Linked DNA regions of Mus musculus: regions 1, 2 and 3 are each linked to region 4. A link is a contact called in public HiChIP or PLAC-seq and promoter capture Hi-C data. All regions are on one chromosome and are shown on one strand. The core of a region is the stretch at or near the end of the contact, and the rest is flanking DNA. Distances in the headings are between cores, read along the strand shown.

The links. Promoter capture Hi-C pulls out the DNA fragments that hold promoters and counts their contacts. HiChIP or PLAC-seq counts read pairs in DNA pulled down with a chosen protein or histone mark.
Region 1: an H3K27ac HiChIP or PLAC-seq map of embryonic stem cells shows a contact between it and region 4, with 9 times the contacts expected there. The contact joins the promoter of Igfbp2 here to the promoter of 6030407O03Rik in region 4. A contact is called at or near these places in 7 of 39 promoter capture datasets (the SN4741 cell line, cranial neural crest, embryonic stem cells and 4 more), 9 of 115 datasets of contacts at active chromatin or transcription factors (craniofacial prominence, embryonic forebrain, embryonic stem cells and 3 more) and 2 of 9 other capture datasets (embryonic stem cells and liver).
Region 2: a contact with region 4 is called in a promoter capture Hi-C map of embryonic stem cells, with 3 times the contacts expected there. The contact joins the promoter of Pecr here to the promoter of 6030407O03Rik in region 4. A contact is called at or near these places in 3 of 39 promoter capture datasets (cranial neural crest, embryonic stem cells and second pharyngeal arch cranial neural crest).
Region 3: a promoter capture Hi-C map of liver shows a contact between it and region 4, with 7 times the contacts expected there. The contact joins the promoter of Marchf4 here to the promoter of 6030407O03Rik in region 4. A contact is called at or near these places in 3 of 39 promoter capture datasets (embryonic stem cells, hippocampal neurons and liver) and 1 of 115 datasets of contacts at active chromatin or transcription factors (astrocytes).

Annotation. Positions count from the first base shown.
Region 1 is chr1:72,822,070-72,825,809 of GRCm38.p6, reverse strand. It overlaps Igfbp2 (insulin-like growth factor binding protein 2), which reads right to left and starts at 1,330. Exons shown (of 4, transcript NM_008342.3): 1 at 846-1,330. The coding sequence starts at 1,230.
Region 2 is chr1:72,283,019-72,286,698 of GRCm38.p6, reverse strand. Pecr (peroxisomal trans-2-enoyl-CoA reductase) reads left to right here and starts at 2,378. Exons shown (of 8, transcript NM_023523.6): 1 at 2,378-2,606. The coding sequence starts at 2,483. Tmem169 (transmembrane protein 169) reads right to left here and starts at 2,326. Exons shown (of 3, transcript NM_175564.4): 1 at 2,233-2,326. Gm51631 (a long non-coding RNA gene) reads left to right here. Exons shown (of 3, transcript XR_003947863.1): 3 at 1,951-2,201.
Region 3 is chr1:72,535,233-72,539,204 of GRCm38.p6, reverse strand. It overlaps Marchf4 (membrane associated ring-CH-type finger 4), which reads left to right and starts at 2,046. Exons shown (of 4, transcript NM_001045533.2): 1 at 2,046-3,972. It also overlaps a transcript of Smarcal1 not described here.
Region 4 is chr1:73,863,170-73,866,933 of GRCm38.p6, reverse strand. 6030407O03Rik (RIKEN cDNA 6030407O03 gene) reads left to right here and starts at 2,468. Exons shown (of 9, transcript NR_045311.1): 1 at 2,468-2,559.

The DNA of each region.
Region 1 (3,740 bases), core at 81-2,580, 1.0 Mb after region 4:
TTCTCCAAACCGTGAAGAAAAAAAAGTGAACTCCTCGCAGTCAGCTTGTGTCCCTTAACTTTTTTTTTCTTTTGAGAAAGAAGGGCTCCTTAACAAAGAACCCCACCTTCCCCATCCCGTGAGACAGAAAAAGTTCCCTAGATTTAGGAGGAGGTACGGTGTGACACACACCCGCGTTAAGAGCTGTAGCTCCCCTGGCTTTCAAGCGGCTCCAGCATTCTGACCGGAGGCCCAGACGCACAGCCAGGGTGCCGGAACGCAGCTGGCCAACCGGCTTAAGTTACACAGATGGAGCCCGCTCCATTCTCCACGTGCATCCTTACCCTTCTCCTCACCTCCCAACGCCAGAAGGAAGGAGCTTCTCCATTCGATCTTTTCTCACCCGAGGTCTGCAGTGTCACCTGTGCGCGGCAGCCAGCAGCACGCCCACCGCTAAACATTCGACCGGTGGTCACTGACTCAAGTTTTGTTTCAAATGAGTTTCAAGTTCCTACAGGCTCTTCAACCCCCACCTCCACCCCCTCAGCCCCTAGATCAGACCACCTTCCTCCCCGCTAAGTCCCGTTAAGGAAGACCCTGGTGGCAAGGTATCTTTCCTCTCCTCCTTTACCCCATCAAATCCCGCTTGCTCCACCCGCAGCCTCCCTCCCGGGTTTGTCTTTCGGGTTCCCGCTCTCAAGAGTCTCCCTGGATCTGATTAAGGTCTAAGCTCTTTCTCCTCTACATCAGTCCCAGGGTCCCGTCGGACTCTCTTTTCCCACGTGAGAGTCACCAGCCAGGAGAACCCGCTGAGCTACGAGAGAGTTTCTCCCAAGCCCAAAACTAGTGCTCACAGTCCGCATTACCTGCAACCTGCTGTGGGGTGGTGCCCACGCGTCTCTTTTCACAGGTACCCGCGCCTGTGACAAGCGCCTTCAGGGGCAGCTCGGAGCCCGGGTTGGGATAGCAGCGTAGCGTCTGGGCGCAGCGCGGGATGTAGACGCCGCATGCTTCGCCCTCCTGCCGTGCGCACACGGAGCAGCAGCCGCAGCCGGGCTCTCGCACCAGCTCGGCGCAGGGCGCGTCGGGTGGGGGCCCGCAAGCGGCCAGACGCTCGGGCGTGCAGGGTGGGCAGCGGAACAGCACCTCGGCGCGCACCCCGGGGCCGCAGCCGCCCGCGCCCAAGAGCAGCAGCAAGAGCAACGACGGCAGGAGCAGCGGCAGCGCGGGGCCGCCCAATCTCGGCAGCATGTTGGCTTGTGGGCAACGGTAGTGCAGCGAGCTAGCGGGCAGGTGGCACGGCCCAGACGAATGCGGGAGACGCCTCCTTGCCTTCTTTCTCCTCCCCCGCCTCTGCCGGGTCCTAAAAAGCCTGCTTCTCCCCGCCCCCCTGCCTTCTCCCCTCCCCCTTATGGAGACCACTCCCTTCCCCCCCCCCCCGCACCGCCCCCCCCCGCACCGCCCCCCCCCGCACTCTTGCGTGAGGGCACGTGCTTGTGCACACGCCCACTCGCCCACCCTACGTTCCTAGGGGATTCAAGCGGACCCCTCTGTTCTTCCCTGGTTAGGACTTTGCTCCCTTCAGCCTGGGTTTGTCCGCTCCGGGAGAGTAAGAATAACTTGCAAGCGTGGGTAGAATCGGCGTGGAGTGGGAAAGAGCCTGTGCTTTTGTCTCCTGTCTTTTAGTTTAGTTCGATTTGGAAGGACTTAGTTTGCTCACTTCCCACGTGGCCGGCTGTGAACTGACTGCCGGGGAAACACAAAAGCAGTCTTGACCTTAAAGATTTCGGAGCTCACACCGACTCCCCACAGCCCTCGTGTTGCTAGGAACAATGACCTTGAGTGAGTCCCGCGGACGCTCAGTCCTTCTAGACCAGGCTCGTCCCAGACAGCACCTCCTAGCAACAACTTCAGTTTCCCAGCCCAGAGCTCACCGCTGCAAGTAATGAAACCTGGTGTGTTTCCTGGTGCCTCACAAACCTCTGCCCCACAAGCCCTCTAATCCCCTAGAGACCCGGGTCACCATCCACAAACGCTGCCTTATTCGCCCACCTTTACACACACTCTCCCCGCCTCCCCCCCCCCAGACGTCTGAAGACACACCCACTGAAGGGTCTTGAAAAGGTCAGATTAGACACCCACCCCCCTCCCCAGGTATTAGAGAAAGCCCTAGCGCTAGGCTGATTAGAGCTCGCTCAGGTTTTCAAATAGAAAAGAGTGGCTGCCTCCTTTGTTCCAATTGAATCACCCAGCCTAGCTGCCCCCAACCTCCATCACTCCAGCCTGGCAGGACCTTAGTTATTGACTCATTTGCCAGGGTTGTGACCTTAACAACGAGTGAGGCGTCTCCATTCCCCCACAAGATTCTCCAAGCCATCCTTTCTAATTTCTGGGCTCAGGGCCTATCTCAATTCAGCGGCTTTTTGTTCATATGTCTGTTTGAGTTTTATGCCTCCTAGAAGACAAAGTTCTAATCTTAAGAAACTAGGAGAGGAAGAGTTATGGAGGAGAGTTTGAACTTCTGTAGGAACCTCTGTGGAAGATGACTATCCGAATGAAAAAGAAGGGGGACGGGTGTGAGACTAAAGCTTGGTAATTGCGTAGAGGGAAATGGAGGGTTATCGATGGCGCATTCTCAACACCCGGACCAGCAGAAATGATGAAAAAAAATTGAAGAGTGATACTGAAACTAGAAAGTCACTTAGGCCAGAGATCAAAACCCCTGGGGAGATAGGGGAACTGGCAGGGAAATCAGCTAATTGTGCTGAGACTTGGCCTGATTTGGGCGTGTCAGGGACACAGCATCAGTGTTTGAGCAGAGGGATGGACCTCTGACAATAACGGGAGCTATACAGAATGGCGATCTAACAGAAGGAAACCAACAAAGGCTGGGGGAGGCTCCAGTTCACATCTCCACGTGTTCTGGTGTCTTGTACCTGCCCTGGAATATGTTCCTATTGGCCTCACCGACTGAGGACTCCTTTGTAGTAGAGATACCACCCTGCATCATGGTGTGCCATAAACATCCATTGTAAACTACAAGTGAGAGCCACATTGCTAGCTATATTTCCTACCACTGGCATTAAAACACAGTAAAGAGTCTGGTATGGCGGTGAGCCTTTAATCCCAGCACTTGGACAGCAGAGTCAGGCAAATCCCTGGGTTCCAAGCAGCCTGGTCTGTGAAGCAAGATCCAGGACAGCCAAGGTTACACGGAGAAACCTGGTCTCAAAAGAAAAAAAGAGAGAGAGAGAAGAAGTAAGTGGAATCTGTTTTGAATTCTGCTTATTCAATGTCATTGAATCAGTAATAAGTATGAAAATTATAAAGGCAAGAGTATCCATGCACATCCCGAGATGACCTTGGACTCACAATCCTCCTGCCTCGGTGTTTAGAGTGCTGAGATCACAGGCATGAACCACTGGGAATTTCTAGAATTTCTCTTTCTGGTGAGTCGAATCAGTGCTGATCCCTTTCCCCTTATCCCCAGTTAATAGCCAGCTTTACCCTGCACAACCCCAGATACCCACACCCCAAGAGGAACCTTATCTCAGTCCTTCCCTAACCAAACAACCTCCAAGTCCTACTCAAGAAAAGCCTGCGGACACAGGCGTCTGATGCCGGCACCTTCTGTAAAACACAAGGGAAATTAGTGAAGCAGAATTCACATAGGTTTTGGTTTTGGGGGTTTGGTTTGGTTTGGTTTGGTTTGGTTTGGTTTGGTTTGGTTTGGTTTGGTTTGGTTTGGTTTGGTTTTGTTT
Region 2 (3,680 bases), core at 1,129-3,628, 1.6 Mb after region 4:
CACCCCTGAACCACAGGTTTTAACAGAATTGAGGGAAAGAACTGACTGCTCAGCTGCAAAATCCCTGCAGCTGAGAGATGGCACCTTGTCATGCCCATTGGACTTAACTGCCTCCCATCCCCAGTCAGTTCTCATTAAGAGTACCTGCCTCAGTCTGTTCAGTGACCTCTCTCTCTCTCTCTCTCTCTCTCTCTCTCTCTCTCTCTCTCTCTCTCTCTCTCTCTCTCTGCACATTTGAGAGAGATGGAGGTTTAGCTCGGCTCTGTGGAGGAACTCGAGTGCAAGCTCCGTGGTTGGATCTTCAGCATGGCAGAAGAACAAACAACATAGATCACTTTGCCCTTGGGAATCACATAGCTGGGAACTGTATTTTTCTGAAACAATTCTTCAACATCTCTATTTAAATGTATTTTTAGGGGACTGTGGAGATGGTCCAGCAGGAAAGGGTACTAATTTCTGTGCAAGGATTAAGACCCCAGTCAAATCCCCAGAACCCTGGCTAAGCCAGACAGGAGGATGTCTGTGACTCCCACCAGTTAAAGGGGGCAAGCTCCTGGTTCAGTGAGAGACCCTGTCTCAAGGGATTATAGGGCTGACAATGCTAAAGAAGGATATCCAGCAATCTCCTCTGGCTTCAACAGGAACACACATACACACACAAATACACCACACACACACACACACACACACACACACACACAAAAGAATTATTTTTAAAAAGAGGTTACAGTGGTGCCATTTTTTAATGTGTTCATGATCACATAACTGACATAAACAGACGGCTACCAGAGCTCTTGATGGACTTCCCAGACAAAAACAGCCAGAGAGCTTTAGCTCTTCCTTTCTGCGTGCTGGTTGGAATCCATCAGCAGCTAAGCTGGAGAGGGAAGTGCTTCTAAAAAGAGGTCAGAGAAGGCCAGGGAGGTGGAGGGCCTAGAGGTGCTCTCAGAACTGCAGTCTGGCTGGTGCGAGAGACCCAGTGTCTAACTTCACTTCTCTCTGTGAATTTTTTAAGTAGTGGCTCCAACCGCCACCTCCCCAAACAGACACAAATGGCATTTGTTGACTGGAAAAGGGAAAACAGAGCACCCCCGGCAAAGTTAGAAAGACTGTTGTCCTGGATTAAGACCAATGACCTAGCATAGTCCGACATAAGGAAAGAGATAAACAGAAAAGAGCTAAGAGGGCAAGGCTGCTGCTGCTGCGCTTGATGATGGGGTTCAATCCCTGGTGGCACCCATACGGTACAAGAAGAGAACTGACTCCTGCAATTCGTCTTCTCACACACACACACACACACACACACACACACACACACACATATGTAATGTTAATTTTTAAATGAACAAACAGAAGGGCAGGGCATGGTATCCCATGCCTTTAATCCCAGCATTCAGTAGGCAGAGGCAGGGGGAATCTCTTAAGTTCCAGGCCAACCTGATCTACATAGTGAGTTCCAGGACAGCCAGGGCTATAGAGAGAGAGACCTTGTCTCAAAAAAAAATTAATAATAATAATTAATTCAAAACAAACAGAATGTGAACAATAAATTGTTCCTTGGAACCAACTGGGAGCTGATAAGTTCCTTGCTGAAGGTAGGAGCTAAAAGGCAGGTTCCAAAACCATAAACCTAGAAATGAATCTTACAAGAACCATGCAACGATTCATCTTTATCTGCTGCTATATAACCCAGATGAAACGGACCAGGTCTCAAATCTATGGAAGGGTGCTTTTTTTTTTCATTTCTGGGTGGGGCACTGAGAATGAGGTGAGGGTGGCCTAAAATCATTTTGTTTAATCATTCATTATTTAGGCTCTGTGGATAACTGCAACTGTGTGCCCTCTCCTGCCCCACCCCCTCCTCCCTTTCGACTCCCTCCCTGAAGAAGAAGGGATCTGGGACCTGGATGGCTTCCCTTCAGCTAACCTAAGCCTTTCCCCACTTCCTAGCCCTCTGCACACAGCTGCTGAAGCCCAGACAGCCAGATGTCTGTTGCAGATCGGTACTGCGAGGGCCCAGACCTGCAGCCTTTCTCTACACAGATGCTCTGGAGATGTAATTTTAATTAACGGTGGGAGCTATGGCCCCAAGGATTGGATTTTCAGAACAGAAAATATCCTTCCCATTTCGTTCTTTCTCACTCTCTTTTCATTCCTCTGTCGTTTCCCCCCAATGTCACCGACATTTAAAAATAAATATGAAAAAAATCGAACGAGGAGTCTCACCCACACCTTCACTGGGACCCAGGAGGGAAGCTGAGGATGCAGACGGCTGCGGGCGGCCGCCAGGAGCGGTCCAGCTCTGGGAGGAGGCCTAGCGCGCCGCGAAGGCGGGGCCTGGGCGGGGCCTGAGGCGGGACCACGCGGACTTAGGGGCGGGGTCTGTTTGGTTACGTGGCCAAGGACTGCTACTAATAGAGCTACTTCTGAGGAACACGTGGTCTAGCTTTAGCAAGAACTCAGAGACAGACACTTTGTGGCCATGGGCTCTTGGAAGACTGGTCAGAGCTACCTAGCGGCCGGGTTGCTGAAGAACCAAGTGGCCGTGGTCACCGGCGGGGGCACAGGCATTGGAAAAGCCGTCTCCCGGGAGCTCCTGCACCTGGGTACGTGAGCAGGCCTCTGGGGCTGGGCTAGTGTCCGCAGAGGTCCAGCTCGGGTAAACTGGGTTCAGAGACAGAGGGGAGTGCTGGCGGACCGGGAAGAGGTTGCAAAGCTCCGGTCTGCAGAGCTGAGCAATGAGGGAAAACGAAATAACAGAGGTTTTATTCCGAATAGCCGAGAAATGTTGAGAGGCCCTGATCAGATTTTCTTCTCACGTCCCCTGTGCTAAAAGCAAGAAAAAGGAAAAGTTATTAAACTTAGAATGATCACGTAAACACACGCACAAGGAAGCCATCAAGAAGAAAATAGTTACATTTAATATTTAAATATGTGAGAATGTGCATCTTCTTTGGGTTTACTTTTTTTTGTTATTTTGTTTTGTTTTTTTTGTTTTTTTCTAGACAGGGTTTCTTTTTATTAGCCCAGGCTGTCCTGGAATTCACTTTGTAGACCAGCTGGCCTCGAACTCAGAAATCCGCCTGCCTCTGCCTCCCGAGTGCTGGGATTAAAGGCGTGCGCCACCATGTCCGGGTTTTGGGTTTACTCTTAACCCAAAGCAAACTGTTCCCAGGTGGTGGTGACATATGACTTTAATTCCAGCACTCAAGAGGCAGAGACAGGTGGATCTCTGTGAGTTTCAGGCTAGCCTGGTCTACAGATCGAGGTCCAAGTCAGTCGAGGTTTCACAAAGAAACCCTGCCTCGAAGATGTGGGTAAGAAGGAAGAGTGCAAAGTTTATAAAGGCATATTTGAAAAGTATTTCCAACACGACGCTTGTATTGTGCAAAGAGCTTTGACAAGTAGATTTTTTTTAAAGATTTTTAAAATTTTATTTTATGTATATGAGTACACTGTAGCTGTCTTCAGACACACCAGAAGACAGTATCAGATCCCATTACAGATGGTTGTGAGCTACCATATGGTTGCTGGAAATTGAACTCAGGACCTCTGGAAGAGCAGACAGATCTCTTATCTGCTGAGCCGTCTCTCCAGCCCTGACAAGTAGATTTTTAAAAATCTGACATCAAGTGGAACAAATGAGAAATGATTTGGCCTTGACATTCCATGCTGAACTA
Region 3 (3,972 bases), core at 797-3,296, 1.3 Mb after region 4:
TGAAAATACAAATACTGGTCCGTGCAAGGACGTCTGAGTTATACAGAGGGACTCAAGCACGTGATGAGGTCAGTTTTATATCACCAGAGGCAGAGATGCAGGGTAGTGCAGAACACAGGTGCTTTCTAATAAAGTTTATTCTGCAGCAGTGTTCACGCAAGTATCAATAATATAAGCATTGTTTTATTGTTATTAAAACATTGGCATTGTTTTTATTGTATTTATTATATGTGTGTATGTGGGGGAGCATTGTGCGTCATGCTATACACATGGAAGTCAGAGAAAAAGTCGCAGCAGGAAGTTTTCTCCATCCACCAGGAACCCCTAGGATCAAGTTCTGGCCAGGCGTGGGGTCGAGCACTTTCACCTCTGAGCCATCTTAGTGGCCTAGCAAGCATCATTTTCTTTTTCTTTCTTTTTATTTTATCATTTTTTTCTGGAATCATTTTCCTTTTCTTTCTTTTTCTTCCTTCTCTTTCTTTCTTTCTTTCTTTCTTTCTTTCTTTCTTTCTTTCTTTCTTTTTTTCTAGCATCATTTTCAAATACTGACTTTGAGCAGGCTCTCAGCCTCCATGTCAGGTGCTGGGACATGATTCAGCCAAGCAGCCATGCTTGGTTGGCCAAGACCTAGAGATCATCCGCTCCCTCGGGCTCAGGGCGATGAATATCCATGGAGACACCAACAAAAGGGCAGCTTCCTTATGACTCACTGAGCGAGCTTTCATGCCAGTGATATTTTGGTGTGGTGATTTTACATTCTACTCTGTCTACAGCATCAGAATTTCTAAGTGCATTAGCATAATTAGCCCAGCTCTGTAGATGACTCATTGCAGTGTGTTTTCTAAGTCTGTGACCCTAACAGTAGTGGCAGGGGTGGGGCGGAGTGGGATTCTAAATTACAAATGGCCCAAGTCTGCAGTTGTAAACAGCAAGTATTGATACAGCTTGTTTTGGGCTTCCTTCTCTCTGGGTCTCTGCATTTAGGAATACTCTTCTGTTCATTGGAAATGCCTTGACAAGGATGGGTAGAGTGGTACAAATAAGAAGAAAGGGCAGAGGAAATTAAAGTCAACTTCCAATCTCTCCTCGCTGGTGGCTCTGTGGAAAATTCGGATGGGGGAAGGCTAGGGATTTTAGTTAGCATGAGGGTATATTATTGCCCTGGATTCTTATGAGTCACAGCCGAAAGAACGTAACAGCTTGAAGTAAAGATGACACTGGTAATGGTGGCTATATAACAAATATGTATTTTACCTCAAGCCTAGGAATATTAGGTTGACTTAGGCATATGAGAATAAAAATGAATCCAACACATAATGCAGGGTCAGGGAGAGAAGGGAGAGAGGAGAAGGAAGAGGAAGAGAAGGAAGAGGAGGAGGGGGAGGTCGAGGGGGAGGGGAGGGGGAGGGGGAGGAGAGAGGAGAGAAGATGAAAGAGGACATTTCCTTTCTTGTTGCAGTTTAAATTCTAGAAGGCAAAAATGCTTCAAGGTTTAAGAAGCACTTTTCTCGTGAGTTCTAAAGTCATGAGAGATTTAATCTCCACCAGGGGCCAGCTTCAATATGGAAGTCACAAAACTTTATCCTTTCTAAAGCTACCAAGTGACATCTACTTTAAGTGCGTGTAAAGAAGAGCATCATAGATTTTGGTTAAAAGGAAACTGTATTGGGTGTATACGTGCTGAGGGAAGCGGTGAGAGGGACGAACGGTGGACAGGGAGCTTACGAATGGTGCTGTCCACCCGAATTCTTTCTATCTGGGAAAAGACATTGGAGTGAATACACGCATCACTCCACCACCCAAGTTCCCATTCTGCCTCCTTTACTCTTCACTGCCTCCTCCCTCCTCTCCTAAATCCCTCCTTCTCTTCGTACCTCCCTTTCCCCTGGTTCCTCCCTATCTTCTTCCTCTTCCTTCAAACAGTTCTCTCTCCTCCTGTGGCTCCCTCTCTCCTAGTCTCTCGCTCTTTCCCTCCTCCATCCCTCAGCGGCGTCTGCGTCAGGCCCCCACTGGCATGACGCGCGGGGTCTGGGTGGGAGCTGTCCACTCACCCAGGTGCTGAACGCAGCAGCGGCTTCACGGCCGCTCGGGTGGGAGTAGCTGGGTGCCTTCTCCGCTCTAAGAAGGTTGTTTCCAGTCCTCGGACCGCCAGCCTACCGCCCGGCACCTCCCTTCCAGCACCACCCCTTTGGGAACTGAGCCAGGGGGGCAGCAGTCGCGGCGGCGGGTGCTGAGCAACCGCGGAAGACAACACCTGGCAGCAGGCTAGAATCTGATTTGTTTCCTTTTCGGCTTTTCTAAGAGATATATTTATATACGGTTCTGGGGAGTCTCCAGGACCAAGCTGGAGCCAAGTGCCGTCTGTCTGACCATCTCGACCACACCGTCTCTATTCCTCCTCCCCACCTTCAGCTTACACCGCAAACAAGCCTTACCTCGGTGCATCTGGGAGAGGTAGCAACAGCAAGCGAGCCTAGCCAGCCAGAGGCAGCCGGAGGAAGGAGGGGCGGCGTGGGGGTGGGAGCAAAGAGCGGGCCGAGGCCGCCCAAGGTGGGGGGAGCGGGGGCAGAGCTGTCGACAGGACCTGACAGCCGCCCTCCTCCACCCCCACCCACCAGAAGCACTCTTTCCTGATTATCCGAGAACTGAATTGTTCCATTAGTATTATTTTATTTTTTATTCTCCCCATCACTTCCCCACCGCCCCTACCCCCACGCCTGCCTCGTCTGTGGTTGCATGGCAGCACTGCCCGGGTGCGGGGGCTCAGGGCCAGCCCCTCGGGAAGGAAGAGGAGGAGGATCATGAAGCCTGGAGTCGCGACCGCGCTGGACCGCGGGCAGCAGCCAGAGGACCAGCTGGAGCAGCCCCCGCCTGGGAGACACCAGGACGCAGACCAGCAGTCGCTTCTGCCGCCACAGCAGCAGCGCCGGGCGCGTGCAGACCCAGAGCAGGAGGAGGAGGGCGACAGCGACCCAGAAGAGGACGAGGAGGAGAAAGCGAAGCCACTCTCCAGCCCGGACCTGCCCATTTTCCAGCTCTCGAACCTCGCCCGAAGGGACCTTTGATGGAACCAAGGGGAGGGGCCTCCGACTTACAGACTGCAGCTGGAGTGGGCTGGGGGCTGAGATCATGTAACTATTCCCCTTTACTCTCCCCTCCCACAAGCCCCTCTTCGCTACCTCCTTTCTCAGATCCTTCTGTCACCTTCTCAACCCCAAACACACACCCTTCCTCTATTCAGGACCTTAAGCTCTGGAAGGCAGCAGCCCTCCGAGGGTTAAGGATCTCTTTTTCCTCCATCCTTTCCCGGTCCACCGCCCTATATCCCACCTCTTCTGTGTAGCCTTTTGGCTGCATAGGCGAAGCACAAGGCGAAGCTCTTTGCCCAATTTCACCCACAACCAGCCCCCCTAATTCCTCTCTTAAAAGCAACTCTGGTGCTGCTGGAGGTCAATTGTCCTGGTTTTCTGCCCAAGAGAATTAGGACGTCTTCTACCCCCACCCAATCTTGCCTTTCCCCAACCACTTCATACTACCTGAGACAGTCTGTCTTTCTCTCTCTCTCATGTGCAATTCTCAATTCTTTACTGAGCTGAGTTCCCTAAGCTGCTCCAAATTTGATTTATATCCACCGTTTTTATATAAAAGAGATTTACCACAGCCTAGAGAATTGAGAAGAACCTAGCAACCCTTTCTTTGGGAACTTTTAACTATTAGACATTGGTCATGCATCCCAGCCCCGATGCTTCTGTTGCCCTACTCCCAGCAGTGTTCAGGGGTCAAAGACAGAAAGGAGACAGCAGCCAGAACTAAGTCTGAGGTTGGGGCGGGGCTGCTAGAGCAAGAAAAACTTTTTTTACTTTGCATTTCCTTAGTAGCGTTCAGAATCATTGACTCACAGTTGTCAGTCCAAGAGGGTAATTTATTTGCTGCTTGGAGGGGTTATAAGAAGAGCCAATAAGAAAGGTTCCT
Region 4 (3,764 bases), core at 1,219-3,718:
GGGAAATTTCCTGAACAGAACACCAATGGCTTGTGCTGTAAGATCAAGAATTGACAAATGGGACCTCATAAAATTACAAAGCTTCTGTAAGGCAAAGGACACTGTCAATAAGACAAAATGGCAACTAACAGATTGGGAAAAGTTCTTTACCAACCCTACATCTGATAGAAGGCTAATATTCAATATATACAAAGAACTTAAGAAGTTAGACTCCAGAGAACCAAATAACCCTATTAAAAATGGGGTACAGAGCTAAACAAAGAATTCTCAACTGAGGAATACTGAATGGCTGAGAAGCACCTAAAGAAATGTTCAACATCCTTAGTCATCAGGGAAATGCAAGTCAAAAAACCCCCTGAGATTCTACCTCACACCAGTCAGAATGGCTAAGATAAAAAACTCAGGGGACAGCAGATGCTGGCGAGGATGTGGGGAAAGAGAAACACTACTCCATTGCTGGTGGGATTGCAAGCTGCTACAACCTGAAAATCAGTTTGGTGGTTCCTCAGAAAATTGGACATAGTACTGATCCAGCTATACCACGCTTGAGCATATACCCAGAAGATGCTCCAACATATAATAAGGACACATGCTCCACTATGTTCACAGGCTCTCCTGTTTCTCTCCCATCCCATCTCGTACATACTGACACAGGGCTGTGGTGTTGGCTTGGTGCTTCCCTATGTGCCCTGAATGTTCTCTTCTTAGTTGTCAGTTGGTCATCTTCTGTCGTCATGTTGTTAAAGTTGGGTGTGTGTGTGTCACAATCTATGTCCCAAGTCAGTGCTACCTGTCATCAATAAGTCAATTAAAAGTGCTTAATTAAAAGCAAAGCAAAGAAAGGGAGTTATTTAATGTGGCCACACTGGGAAGAGATCCAAGCAAACCTCTCACATCCTTCTGGTCCTGAAGTGGGATCAGTGTTTAAATAGAGAGACAAGGATGTGCACATCTAATCGGTCTGGTGAAGGCACGGTCCCGCCCACCACTGACGTCACTGGGCTTCACCTCTCATTCTGTAAGGAGGTCTCACAAGTCCTTAGAACTGTGTGAAGTCTGTTTCCGGAGATGAGTTCCCCCTTTTGGCTGGTGCCCTATTTTTCTCCCAGAATAAAATTCCTGGGGAAGCCCTCATTTCTCTGGGGTCCATTGCTTCCGTCGTCTTATAGAGCAAGAGACATAATTGTCTCTTTAGAATGTCTTCATTTCTGCAGGGCCAGTTACACTGACAAGATGGAGACAGTAAGCTCTGATCTACTTCTTATAAAGACACAAATGGTATCATGGGGTCCACCCCCCACCATCTCATTAAACCTAATTACCCTTCAAAGCCCCACCTCCTAATACTATCCTATCGGCGTTAGAGTTTCAGTGTATGACCCTTGGATAGACAAAAGCATACAGACCATAATAGTCTCCCTTTCCTTCTTCTCTTCCTACCCCCCCTCCCTCTTCTCTCTCTGACTCCTGTTTTTGTTGTTGCTCTATCTCCTGTATGTCCCACTTCTATCTCTTTGGGAGATACTGGGATCACCATTCCTAGTATATTGCTTATTTGCTATGTTAATCATGAGATTCGTTGAAGCAAAACCAATCTCACCATTTTGGGGCAAGCTTAAAAGCAAGCTTTATTAAATATTAAATACTGACCAAGATAAGGGCTTTGGTCAGGACCATTCCTGAAATTTCTCAGCAGAGAGTGGCCTTGAGCCCTGGGTTATGTTGAAGGGGTTTATAAGGACAAACCTATAGGTCATGGTACTTTCCCATGAGGCTTTGTTATTTTCCAAGAACTACAGTTCCCAGCATTCTAGGAAGTTACCTGTTGTCCTGAGCAGATAGGGCTTACAGGTTAAATTTGGGCATTACATTCCCCCTGGTGTTGCCTCTCAAGTCTTTGATCCTATGATGGGTACTTGTTTATATTTTAGATCTACTAACCATTAGAGTTACTATCTAGAAGGAGCCTGGACATGGATGGGAAACCAGTCATTTATTTTATCTCAGGTCCCTTTTTGCAATGTTTCTTGAGTACAGCCAAATTATAGTCCTGAATGATTTGTATAGAAATATTTTTAAAGGCACATAATACTTTTTATTTTGCATAAAGCAGGTTAAGTATCCTATCATATTGTAGAACTATTTTAGTTAATAAATCTACGAGTTGACAAATCTGGGCCCATTTTTCTGATGTGTCAGTCAGCTTATAGGTAGCCATTTTGTCCTCTATGCCACAGAGTTTCTCTTTGACTTAGCATTTTCAGCCTGTTAGGTGGGGTAACAGACAACATATTTTCTTCCGTAACTACTTCCAGCTGACATTAGGGTGTTGTTGCCAGGGCCCCAGAAGACTGAGAGGCTAGTGAAAGGCTGGACAATGGGGCATTTGTCAGAAGCACTGGATTGGCTGATCCAGCTGAAGGCACAAGGAGCAATCATGTTGGCTGGACTGGTTTACATAATTTTCAGCAAGTCCAGAGCTCTGCAGTTTGCATCCCTGGATGAAGTCTGTCAGCCAAGTGAAAATCTGTTGAGACAAATATAGACTCGGGACAGAAGGTAAATTTTTGTGTTACCGGGGAGGGGGAGGAATCCCAAGACCAGGGGAAACTCCATTCTTAGGGACAGACAGATACAGAAACTCAGGCTGTACTGTCCGGAGTCCATTTGACTCTGGTAGGTGGATCCAAGTCTTACGACTTCTCTGATTCCCTGAAGCTCATGCGAATTTTCAGTTCATAAAAGGAGATAGATCAGCGTTGCCATTTTATTGAAATTCACATGGTAGGGAAAGCAGTTGATGGGACTCTGTGAAGCAGCAGACTTACGCCTTTGAGTCTTAGTAAGAACTGTAGCATTTTTCTCTGAACATGAAAAAAATTTTTTTCTGTTTAAAGAGCCAGGTGTATAATTGGATAGAGATATTTTAACCCAATAAAAAGCACCTCTAAGTCTATATCTAGAAGATAACCAAAGAAAACTCAAAATCCTGAGCTTGTGACTGAGTAGTAAAACAGCTGGTACTTCATCAAATCCTGACACCCCCCCCCCCCAAATTTCAGGGCAATAACAGCATAGAATGGAAAAGGAATCCGAAACCTTTTTTATTTCTATATATCCACAATCATTTTTGAGATCCTTATAACTTATTCAAGTTTTTTTTATTCTCAAATCTTTATATATTTCAGAACGAAATTTTTTCATCTAGTCATTTACCAAAGACATAAGTACTCGTTATTGAAAGCAGTCATTGTAAAGCAGGCTTCTTTAGCAGAAACCATCTGAAACCTGTTTATTCTTTAATATGAAGCTCATGGGCAAGGCGAACCTGTTTGTCTTCTTTTAAGAAGAGACCTAGTAGCTTTAACTAGTGAACTGGTTAATGAACGGGGCAGGTGAGGCTTACAGGTTAATTTGGGGCATTCCACCTGTATCCCCAACTCCTCTGTAATCTCCAATGCAGCATCAGTTAGTTCCCTGGCTCTTTGCACAGATACCCTGCTCGCTGTGCATGGCTAGTACATTGCTAAAGAGCATTCACTGTTAATCGTAAACGAAAGATTTACAGTCTCCAGATTTTTATTTGCTAAGTTTAAAGGACCACTCAGCTTCATGTCCCATCATCCCTCAGTCCCAGGCTTCAAGTGACGGCTCAGTCTCAGTTTCCCCTCTGGCCAGCAGGGAGTGCTTTCCTTTCCCACAACAGGTGTCGATATCTAGAAAGCTCCGCCGCTGTCACCTTCCTGTTGCTCCATCGCTATCTC